3 separate regions of the Mus musculus genome follow, and regions 2 and 3 are each linked to region 1. The links are chromatin contacts, called in public HiChIP or PLAC-seq maps. All regions are on one chromosome and are shown on one strand. The core of a region is the stretch at or near the end of the contact, and the rest is flanking DNA. Distances in the headings are between cores, read along the strand shown. Region 1 holds the start of Stxbp4 (syntaxin binding protein 4). Region 2 overlaps Gm42089 (a long non-coding RNA gene). Region 3 has its middle 60 kb from the start of Hlf.

What was found. HiChIP or PLAC-seq counts read pairs in DNA pulled down with a chosen protein or histone mark.
Region 2: an H3K4me3 HiChIP or PLAC-seq map of bone marrow-derived macrophages shows a contact between it and region 1, with 4 times the contacts expected there. The contact joins the enhancer-like site here to the promoter of Stxbp4 in region 1. A contact is called at or near these places in 7 of 39 promoter capture datasets (the C10 cell line, the HPC-7 cell line, Sertoli cells and 4 more), 1 of 15 datasets of contacts at CTCF or cohesin (the NIH/3T3 cell line), 7 of 484 Hi-C or Micro-C datasets (CD8 T cells, bone marrow-derived macrophages, embryonic heart and 4 more), 13 of 115 datasets of contacts at active chromatin or transcription factors (astrocytes, bone marrow-derived macrophages, cardiomyocytes and 9 more) and 3 of 9 other capture datasets (adipose tissue, liver and pancreatic islet).
Region 3: a CTCF HiChIP or PLAC-seq map of the NIH/3T3 cell line shows a contact between it and region 1, with 5 read pairs. The contact joins the enhancer-like site here to the promoter of Stxbp4 in region 1. A contact is called at or near these places in 5 of 39 promoter capture datasets (the HPC-7 cell line, cranial neural crest, hematopoietic stem and progenitor cells and 2 more), 1 of 15 datasets of contacts at CTCF or cohesin (the NIH/3T3 cell line), 5 of 484 Hi-C or Micro-C datasets (the G1E-ER4 cell line, embryonic stem cells, hematopoietic stem cells and 2 more), 20 of 115 datasets of contacts at active chromatin or transcription factors (the NIH/3T3 cell line, the SCID.adh cell line, acute myeloid leukemia and 14 more) and 2 of 9 other capture datasets (adipose tissue and liver).

What each region holds. Positions count from the first base shown.
Region 1 is chr11:90,636,527-90,640,232 of GRCm38.p6, forward strand. It overlaps Stxbp4 (syntaxin binding protein 4), which reads right to left and starts at 1,582. Exons shown (of 18, transcript NM_011505.2): 1 at 1,507-1,582. It overlaps Cox11 (cytochrome c oxidase assembly protein 11, copper chaperone), which reads left to right and starts at 1,658. Exons shown (of 4, transcript NM_199008.2): 1 at 1,658-2,026. The coding sequence starts at 1,664.
Region 2 is chr11:90,199,423-90,203,128 of GRCm38.p6, forward strand. All of the region lies in intron 1 of Gm42089 (a long non-coding RNA gene), which reads right to left. Among named protein-coding and RNA genes, the nearest start is that of Gm42089, 24 kb to the right of the region's middle. Within about 2 kb of position 1,824, at least 5 of the 459 cell types and tissues checked have an H3K27ac peak or open chromatin away from gene starts, as enhancers often do. A contact at or near this core is called in bone marrow-derived macrophages, where this site is marked.
Region 3 is chr11:90,328,576-90,332,281 of GRCm38.p6, forward strand. No RefSeq gene overlaps it. Among named protein-coding and RNA genes, the nearest start is that of Hlf, 60 kb to the right of the region's middle. Within about 2 kb of position 1,781, at least 8 of the 459 cell types and tissues checked have an H3K27ac peak or open chromatin away from gene starts, as enhancers often do. A contact at or near this core is called in the NIH/3T3 cell line, where this site is marked.

The DNA.
Region 1 (3,706 bases), core at 332-2,831:
CTTATTTCTGTCTCTGGACTTGTGTACGATGTGAGATTTTTGTCTCGTGGGTAGCTCTTTCACAGTTTGGGAGTAGGCTCAAATGTCACCCCCAGGAAGACCTTCTTTTACCTCTTTAGACCTTCTTTTACCCTCCTCATTGTCACTCTCAATGACTTCATGCCATCATCAGCTAGTTTCATAGCAGACACTGTTAGTTGAAATTCCTTTATTTTACATTTATTTTCTGAGTCCTTCAGTAGAGGCTGCAGTCAATAACAAAAGTGATTGTGCCTGACTTAGTTTGGAATGTCCCCAGCAAACTAAAAAGGTGTATGGCTCAGTGAGAGTCAAGGAATACGTGCTGATTGACTGATAGCTCTTCCAGTTTTCGGTTCCAATCCACAATGTGGGGATAGTTAGACCCACAGAGGCCATCAGAAATAAGCTCTAGCTTATGGAGGTGGAAAGGTGGGCACGAGAGAGCTATTGGCTTCTTACAGCTTCTGGAAGAAGGAAAGTCAGTTTTCTTTAATGGTGCAATTGATCACACCGATCACACTCACAGACTAACACATCAATGAGTTAGTTCGCCTTCAGCCTGGACTCTGGATAATAATAATGTGGGGGGGGGGGTAGTTTTGGGAGGAGCCTGGAGTAGGGGATGAATATGACCCAAATACAGAGTAAAATACCCTCAAAGAATTAATAAAACCAAACCATTATTTTGAAAAAGAAATGACCTAACTTTTATAAAATTCTTACTATGCTTCAAGCAATGGCAAAAATCATATTATATTCTTACCCTCCTTGAATTACTGTGATTTCCATTCACGAAATAGGGCCATCAGGTTACGGAGAAGTCATATTAAAATTAAACTTATGCAAGGACAAGACTTGTGTAAATTCATTGATGCTTAACCTCCGAATCTGCTCTCAGTGCTATTTAATATTTATTGGTCCTTGTTTGTGGAACATTTAGAGAACTGAAGAAAGCTTTAGCGTATTTCCCAGGGGTCTGTGCCTGCAAGATGCACGTCTTTATTCCTTCAGTCCCTCCTTTAAAGGCCCTCCTGTCCTGGTCCCTCTATTCTGAACAAACTTGGTTTTTTCGGCGGCTGTCTGACCTAATGGTTTTGCTGGGTAAACAGCAGAGGGGTGATGAGCGCAGTGGGAGACATCTGCCCATGGGGCTGAGAAGATGCACAGGTCGGGGTGTTGGAGAGAAAGGCGGTTCTCATACTAAGTGTTCCAGAAAGAGGGACGTTGGTTTGCCTGCGCTCAGTCAGCGGCGGAAAGCAACGGGGCTGAGCGAACCCCAAGTGAGAGCCCCGCGGCAGAGCTGCCGCTGGGGGCCGCTAGGTCGAGACAAAGGCTGGCGAAGTTTGGGGAGATGGGGATACAAGCCCCAGTGAGGAGCTTGCACGCCGAAGGCCCAAATGCATTTTCTGCAAAGTAAACTAAAGAAGCATCCCAAGGAAACAAAAGTGCGAGGCACAGTCACTTAGCAAGAAAACGCGAACTTACCCTCTTCGGGCCACCCGGCCTCCGTAGCGCCACTGCTAACTGTGGAATCTGGTAGTCAAGGCAGCAGCGGAGGCTCAAGCCGGGTACCGCGAGACTCGCGAGGTCTCGCGAGATCTCGCCAGCGGCCCCGCCAGGCGGGCATTCTTTCCGGGGGGTTATGGGAGGGCTCTGGTGTCCGGGATGGAGGTTGGTGGCTTCGTGTGGCCGGGGCTGGAGGCAGCCCGGGTGGTCAGGGCGGACTGTGGTGAACGCAGAGCTGGTGCTTAGGCCCGGGTGGGATGGGCTCGGAGGCGCGGAGCGGGGTCTGAGACGCCTCGGGACATGGAAGCGCCCGTGCGGGGTCCGGGGGCCCGCGACGCAGCCGCCACGGCGGCCGAGGAGCAGCAACCCTTTCCAGCGCGCGCAGGAGGACGAGTGGCGGCGGCGGAACAAGACGGTGCTCACCTACGTGGCCGCGGCCGCCGTGGGCATGCTGGGGGCCTCCTACGCCGCGGTGCCCCTCTATCGGCTCTACTGCCAGGTAAGGGAGGGGACGAAGCGCGGCACGGATCCCACCTGAGCCATCCCCCTGCCGGGGAGGCCGAGGTCACCCGCCGGAGGGGGGAGGGGGGCGTCGCCTCGGATCCAGACCGGGAAGGACGTGCCCAAGGTCACTAAAAAACCTTGCAAGTGGAAGCCGGTTCCGGTAATGATGGAGCTGGTGCCACCCTTCAAAGGGCTATCAGCACAGCCATTCTGTGAAGCGCGGGGAGAAGGTACCGCTGACACTTGGTGAGTTAGAGCGGCTGTCGCATACCTGGAGGTTCACAGGACACCTCCCCTGCCCCAGATAGTTGTCCAACCTAAAATGCTAATAGTATACAGTGGTGCCGAGACCCACAGAAATGGAATTGACACTCCTGTGTTCAAGCTTTCCTCATTCTAGGTTAGCATCATCAGCCTAGGCTAGTTTAGCATCATCAGGCTAGGCTGGGTTAGCCTGAGGTTTAAAAAAAAAAAAAAAGGAAAAAAACCCTAAAATCAAGTTCCACGTTAAGCACCGATATTTCCAAAAGAATGCCCTGTTACTTGTGGAATCAACGAGTTTTAGAGAAGGAAATAAATAAATAAGGGAAGCCATAGAATGGTCCCTCTTCATGAGCAAATTAAAATGTAACCCAGGAAAACTGTGACAGACTCAGTAATATAGGCTTGAGCCCAGGACATTATTTTTCTGTTTTCTACCTTTTAGTTTAAACACCAAACTTGAGAAACTTCAATAACATGTCCCTAGAATATATAAGGAATTGTTTTGTTATTGAAAGACGGAACACTTAACTTGCTTTTTCTTCAGCGGATTTAAATCCTTTATGAAAAAAAAAATAGTTCATCTTAAAACTGAGTCTCTGAAACAGAATCATATCCTTACCTGTTAACTAAGGTCAAATTTATGATTTCTCTTTTAGGATTAAAGTTTAATTTGACAATATTGAGAGAAATTGAAAAAGCTAAGTAACGTGTGTAACAAGTGAAAGAAAGATAATAAAATATTAATATGGTAGGGTTTTTTTTTTTTTTTTTTTTTTTTTGCATCTTCCTTTAGCCTCATTCGGCTTTTTGTTTTTCTGGTGTAAGAAAGGTGAATTATCTGGCAGTGAGAATTGTGATAACCTCAGGCAGCAGTGTGTACACCTTGGAAGTAACACCACCTCTACCTCTAATGAGGAAATAATGGTGATGGGGAAACGTCAGACACAAATTACTCTTTTGCTACTTTAGGGTAGTTGGCGGGCAGGGTAGCCAGACAAGAGGAAGAAAGTCAGGGCCTCATTAACTGTGATGAAGGGTAAATAGGTGTGTATGCAGAGAATTACAGCTAAGAGGCAGGAAAACATTAATCTCCCAAGTGGGAAAACAGTCATGATGCCCTAGGAAAGCAGAATATAAGAATAAAGTTATGAACTTAATTTGAACTATAAAACCCATGGTACAGAAAAGTATACACAGGAACATGGATTCCTTGTTTAAGTTAAAATGACCAGGTTTGGTTCAACTTTTTAAGTGAATAATAGTTTATGTAAAATATACTAGCCAGCGAAGGGGACTGTGTTTAATGAAAGTTACACTTGAAAATATTTGGTATCCTCTCAGAGATTAATAGTTTGTCTTCAAATTTTGCTTTTCAAAAGTAGGAATCACTTTAACAAATATAGGCAAACCG
Region 2 (3,706 bases), core at 574-3,073, 440 kb before region 1:
GTTCTTAGCCTCTGTCTAGAAGGAAGAAGGAAGAGGCCAGACTTCATTAGGGACAATGAAGTTCCCAACCATCTCTGAAAGGAATGGGAGCACAGGGATTTGCCATGAACAGCCTCCTCAGCTGTTTTTTTTCTCTTCTAAAATTAATATGGCTATGTTAAGGTAATCTTGAAAAGTGCAGACAAGGAAACGGTAGATGAGGTGGTGTTGACCTAGTAGCAAGCGGTAAATTGCTTGAATCTCTTTTATTCATCACTGAAGTTACTCTCATTGCATTTTTATTGTGAAAGGAGTGCTTATTCATCTGGGGAACTGAGAAAAACATAGCAAAGTTTAGAAAGAAAAGAGATGGCGGGGCATCCGTAATCCCACTACTAGGTTTCAACTCTATTATTTTGTTTCATTTTCTCCTGAAGTATTAATCAGTGTAGTCTGAACTACGCTGGTTTTCACTTTCCGAATATAAGTGAATTCACCTACACAGACAGAGTGCATCCCTGGGTACCAACAACAGAGCTTTCCAAATTGTGGTTAAAATCTATTTGAACCATGCCTGAGATGGGAAAGCATAAAAATTATGGCTGATTTTTCTCATGCACCATTTCTGGGAGACGGAATGGTGGATCTGCTGGCCCGCTCATCTCTCTCACTCTGAGCCCATATCATAAGCTCTCTACCCCCAAGAAATGTCAAGGGCATAGACCAAGAGTTAAAAATCGTTCTTTAGGGAACACGAGCTGCCAAGTCCATCCCCTTAATCTGGCTGACAGAGTTGCATTTTGCTTTGGCTTGCACAATGACAGGGCTAGAGAGGACTCTCATGGTCAATGAGTCCAAACCAGGAGTACATGGCAAGCAGACAGGATCAGTGTCCTGCTTGGAGGCTGAGGAGGTGGCTCAGTGGGTAAGGCACTGACCTTCAGAAGCCATGCAAGCTTGGCACCATAGCCATACCCTGCGATTCCACCTTTCCTGTGGCGGGACAGGAGGCAGAGACACTGCCTCCAACAAGGTGAAAGCAAGGATTGACAGAGAAGTTATCTTCTGACCTCCATACATGTGCCATGATGTCCCCCAAACTGCATACCTGTACCCACATACATGAATGAATGTGTACATACACACACACACACACACACACACACACACACACACACACACACACACGATCTTTTTTAATCCTCTGATCCACATGGTACCTGGCTTGCTAATGCCAGAACACAGGCCTCTATGGTGCCTTCCTAATTCACACCCAACATGATTTTCTTAATGCAACTTTTGCTAGTAGGAGTGCCAAAAAATTCCCAGTTGGTAAGACTTCCCAGGGTCTCCAACTCAATCTTACCCAGTTTCACAGAGTATTTTTTAAACAGAGGTGTATGGCCACACTTGCTCAGGGTGGCTTTTTTTCATTGGCCATTCCATTCGCTACACTGAGTTTTTCAGAGTTCTTATACTCTGTAAGAGAGTAAGGACCCTTTTTCATTCACAGGTCAGCCCTCCCCTAAGTGCCCTGAGGTTATGCTCTAAATTTACCAACCTTGCATCCTGATTGAGTCATGCCAGAAACACAGGGACCTATATGGTGCATCCATACACTAGAATGCCAAGCCTGAAAAAGGAAGTGCAGACCATGAGCTCATGGTGTCATATGCCTGTAATCCCTGCACTCTAGACTTAGAGGCAGAAGGGACAATCAACAAGATCAAAGCTAGCCTGGGCTACATAAGTGAGTTCGTGCCTCAAAAACAAACAAAGAAGGATGAGGCAAGTCCACTTTTTGTGGAGTGCAGTAGAAAGAGGGCTGTGGCACATTGTTAGAAAAAGAAAAACCAGTTATAATAGGGTGAGGATGAGTGTGATACAGCCTCCTCTGTGGGTATTTGCATGCTCATACTTTACACATATAAACATCTGAATGAATTCATTGCAAAACTTTTAATAGTGGTTACTTTTTAAAATATTTTTATTATGTATTTTCCTCATTTACATTTCCAATGCTATCCCAAAAGTCCCCCATATCCTACCCCGCACTCCCCTACCCACCCATTCCCACTTTTTGGCCCTGGCGTTCCCCTGTACTGGGGCATAGAAAGTTTGGTGTCCAATGGGCCTCTCTTTCCAGTGACGGCTGACTAGGCCATCTTTTGATACATATGCAGCTAGAGTCAAGAGCTCCGGGGTACTGGTTAGTTCATAATGTTGTTGCACCTACAGGGTTGCAGATCTCTTTAGCTCTTTGGAAACTTTCTCTAGCTCCTCCATTGGGGGTCCTGTGATCCATCCAATAGCTGACTGTGAGCATCCACTTCTGTGTTTGCTAGGCCCCGGCCTAGTCTCACAAGAGACAGCTATATCAGGGTCCTTTCAGCAAATGCTTGCTAGTGTATGTAATGGTGTCATCGTTTGGAGGCTAATTATGGGATGGATCCGTGGATATGGCAGTCTCTAGATGGTCCATCCTTTTGTCTCAGCTCCAAACTTTGTCTTTGTAACTCCTTCCATGGGTGACTGTTTCCAATTCTAAGAAGGGGCAAAGTGTCCACACTTTGGCCTTCGTTCTTCTTGAGTTTCATGTGTTTTGCAAAGTGTATCTTATATCTAGGGTATACTAAGTTTCTGGGCTAATATCCACTTATCAATGAGTACATATCATTTGAGTTCTTTTATGATTGTGTTACCTCACTCAGGATGATGCCCTCCAGGTCCAACCATTTGCCTAGGAATTTCATAAATTCATTCCTTTTAATAACTGAGTAGTACTCCATTGTGTAAATGTACCACATTTTTTGTATCCATTCCTCTGTTGAGGGGCACCTGGGTTCTTTCCAGCTTCTGGCTATTATAAATAAGGCTGCTATGAACATAGTGGAGCATGTGTCCTTCTTACCGGTTGGGACATCTTCTGGATCTATGCCCAGGAGAGGTATTGCAGGATCCTCTGGTAGTACTATGTCCAATTTTCTGAGGAACCGCCAGACTGATTTCCAGAGTGGTTGTACAAGCTTGCAATCCCACCAACAATGGAGGAGTGTTCCTCTTTCTCCACATCCTCACCAGCATCTGCTGTCACCTGAATTTTTGATCTTAGCCATTCTGACTGATGTAAGGTGGAATCTCAGGGTTGTTTTGATTTGCATTTCCCTGATAATTAAGGATGTTGAACATTTTTTCAGGTGTTTCTCGGCCATTTGTTATTCCTCAGGTGAGAATTCTTTGTTTAGCTCTGAGCCCCATTTTTTAATGGGGTTATTTGATTTCTGGAGTCCACCTTCTTGAGTTCTTTATATATATTGGATATTAGTCCCCTATCTAATTTAGGATAGGTAAAGATCCTTTCCCAATCTGTTGGTGGCCTTTTTGTCTTATTGACGGTGTCTTTTGCCTTGCAGAAGCTTTGCAGTTTCATGAAGTCCCATTTGTCAATTCTCGATCTTACAGCACAAGCCATTGCTGTTCTATTCAGAAATTTTTCCCCTGTGCCCATATCTTCGAGGCTTTTCCCCACTTTCTCCTCTATAAGTTTCAGTGTCTCTGGTTTTATGTGAAGTTCCTTGATCCACTTAGATTTGACCTTAGTACAAGGAGATAGGAATGGATCGATTCGCATTCTTCTACATGATAACCGCCAGTTGTGCCAGCACCATTTGTTGAAAATGCTGTCTTTGTTCCACTGGATGGTTTTAGCTCCCTTGTCGAAGATCAA
Region 3 (3,706 bases), core at 531-3,030, 310 kb before region 1:
CTGAGTTGATCTTCAAAGGGATTGTGTTGATAGGAAAAGCCTATTTTAATTTACAAAAGAAGAAATTACCTTTAATTGGACAATTAAGTTTTGAGAGACTGAAATAAAGGGGAAACCAAGCATAGATAGCTTAAGGAGATTCATTTACCCCCACATTTGAGTTGTTACATACAATTTTTGACCTAGATAGAGTCTGTCATACTAACCAGATGCAGCTGCAAACTTCATTTCCACGTGTGTTATCTTTTGTGAACTATCAAATCAGAATAGATGTTATTATTTCTAGTTTTGTGGGGGCTCTGGAGGAGAAGGAGGGGATAGAGAGAGGGAATTCTCAGCCACAGTAGGAATATTAGCCAACTTCAACAACATAGAAGAAAGCCATTTCAGCAACACAACGCCAGAGCTCAGTCTCCTATAGTTTCAACTGGGTGATTGATTGCTGATGGGAAATCAATCCTATTGACACAGTCATGGGGAAGCACTACTGGTATGTAGTGGGTAAACACCAAGGATGCGGATGAACATTCTATGATCCTCCAGGCAGTCTTCCTAGTAAATTGTCTTGGCCTGAAATGACAATCGTGTCAACATGGAGACATCTTCTACATTGCGACAGGAAGTTTTGAGAGTAGAAAATGGTTCTCTCATTTCAGACTTCGGGAACCAGATGAGGACCAGAGCTGGTGAACTGAAAATAATAAGAAGCCTCCAGCAATAACACCTCCTGGTCAGAGATATCGCCTTATTGGAACTTTGTTTCCAAACTTCTGTGGGGGTGTTGGAGATCTTGTCAAAGAATGGGTCCCCACGGCAGGGGAGTAGCCAGCACTGCATGGGGAGCAGCTAGCTCTGACCCTCCTCTCCTCTGTCTGGTGGAAGTAGTTCTAGTAATGATGCAACTTTTAAAATTTTTTTTATTATTGTCTAGAAAGCCTTGATTTGCTTCTTCTATCCAATGTCATCTAAAAAAAATCAGGGCATTAAAATAAATAAATTTAATAAATCAGAAAAAAGAATAGTTAATATTGTGTTTTTACATTTCTATTAATTTTTGTTTGTTCATTGTTTTTAAGGCAGTACTGCCTCACTGTGTAGCAGATGCTGGTTGGAACTCATCGTGATCCTTCTGCCTCAGACTCTCAGGGAACAGAGATTACAGGCATGTAACACTACCAGAGCTTTCTTGTTAGTGTATTTTGCATGTTTGTGTGTTACTATGTTTGTAACATGTGGGTCCATACGGATGTACTTGTGTGTAGAGGCCAGAGGCCAATCTTCAGTACCTTTCTCCAGGAACCTCTACTTTGTCTTTAGAGACAGCCTCTCACTGGTACCCAAGGCTCACTGAGGAAGCTGACTGGCCATCGTGCCCAGGGATTCTCCCGTCTGCTTCTCCAGTGCTGAGATTACAAATGCCCACCCCCACACTTGAGCTTTCTATGGGCGCCGGAAAAGAACCCAGGTCCTGGCGTTTGCACAGCATGCACATCGCTATAGATTTGTGTTTATACCTTAATATTGGTAAATTTGTTAACTACTGGCTGTCAGAATCACACTTTTTAGGGTATTCAGTCAATGGCCAAGATGACTCTTTTTCACAGCAAGATTTCCTCATGTGTGGGCAAGTGGAGAACGTTCAACAATCGAATTTCTAAAACTTTCTTTCACTTAAAGCAACAGGTTTACAAATAGGAATTTTCCAAAAAGAATTCGAATAATCATGTGTCTGTAAGATGGGCAGTGATTCATTTTTTAAAATCCCATTTCCCAATAGGTTCCTCCAAATTACAACACTCCTGATGTCTTTGTTTTCCTTTGGGGTCTAGTCTAGCAGTGTTCCAAGTTTCAACAACTAAAATTTTCCACTAACATACCTTCAGCAGACATTGCATAATTCCAATTGTATTCTGCAAATACTTGGATGAATTTATTCTGAGAAAAGACGACGTGGTTGGATAATAAAGAATAGTAACATTATCTCATTTCGGATTACTTCCAGTTAGGCATCGTGACACAATCCTTTACTCCCCGACACTTGGAACGTGGAGGCAGGACTATGAAGACTTCAGTGTCATCATGAGCTACATAATTAATTAAGAGCCAGACTGGGATATATGAAATCCTATTTCAACAAGACAGAACAAACCACAAATCACTTCTGAATAACAGGCCTCTTACTACCTAGACTTAAGGCTGACCCATCTTGCCACCAGCCTTTGGTGTGCACCTACTAGGGTGATCCTTGGTGTGCACCTACTAAGTGTGATCTCTTGAGGAGATGTTTTATTAGGGTTAGGCTATCCATGCCAAGAAGGCATCAATAAATAACAGTGCTCCAAGATAAGATTGTTTTCCAAGTTTGTTGTTGTGTTTCGTGTGTGTGTGTGTGTGTGTGTGTGTGTGTGTGTGTGTGTGTTTGCATGTGTACAAACACATGTGTATGAATGGATTTAGCGATCAGTAAGCAATGTCAGCTGCTGATCCTTAAGTCTAATCTACTTTGTGTTTGTTTGTTTGTTTGTTTGTTTGTTTGGCTGGTTGGTTTTTGAGTCATGGTCTCTTGTTGATCTGGGACTTGTCAAGTAGTCTAAGAGGCTGGCCAAAGCATCATGGGGAGTTGCTTGTTTCTATTTCCCTGGGCCCTGAGATTGCAAGCACAGAATACCACATCCAGCTTTTTAAATTTTTACTTATTGTTTATTTTATCTATTTGCAGTATATTCTTGGGGGATCAAACACAGGTCATCAGTCTTGCAAGAAAAACACTTTACTGTCTAAGCCACACACCCCCACCCCATCCTTGGCTGTGTCTCTTTACTTAATCTTAGTCAAAAAAACAAGGAGATTTGTTGTGCATCTTAAAAAAAATCTTAGCAAATCAAATCTGTGAAAAGACAGAAACACGGGTTTGTTGTTGTTATGGCTGGGTCCCCCCCCCCTCCAAATGATAGCACAATGAAGTAGTTAGGGTTAGGATGAAATCACAGTCTCAGGTATGGAGGCTCTGTCATCAAAGATGCCTGGCATATTTTGGGCCATGCTACACTGTGAACGGATGCAATTAACTCCATACTCGAGGAGGGTAGCGACCACAGGAGACCACCATAAGCAGCCTTGAGCGGACATGGGGTGAAATTCTAAGGTGGGAGCAACTGCTGCCAACCTGTGACACTTCAGGACAGTTCACAGAAAGTAATTTCAATTTATAATGAAGAGTGGGCAGGACTTAGATACTCAGAGCATACACTCCGTCCTAGAAGAGAGGAGACAGAGATGAAGGTCTTCCTGTGCTCATTTCTCAATCTATAGAACAATAATCAGGTCACCGTTGTGCTTTGGGTCTAGTATGGGAAACCAGCCAAAGGAAAGGAAGGGTGCTGCATGAAACCCTGCGGCCTGTTGTAACTGTGATTGTGTGGAGCAGTGCGCAGCATTCTGCAAGTCGTCTTTCTTCACAAGCCCACAGACTTCTTATGAAGAGAGTGAGGAAAATTGCTAACTGGAACACAGAAAGTGCACCTTCTGGTTCAAACATTATTTAAGGATGCCAGGAGAGGTTTGGGATCAGTCTTTGAAACTGGGAAATGATACTGACTTATCGGTGAATGGGTCTCAAAACCATGGCGCGTGTTTAAGATTACTGCCAGAGGGCCAGAAGGTCTCAGCTGCCATCTGGACTTTGCTCTTCCCCGTCCTCTGCCTG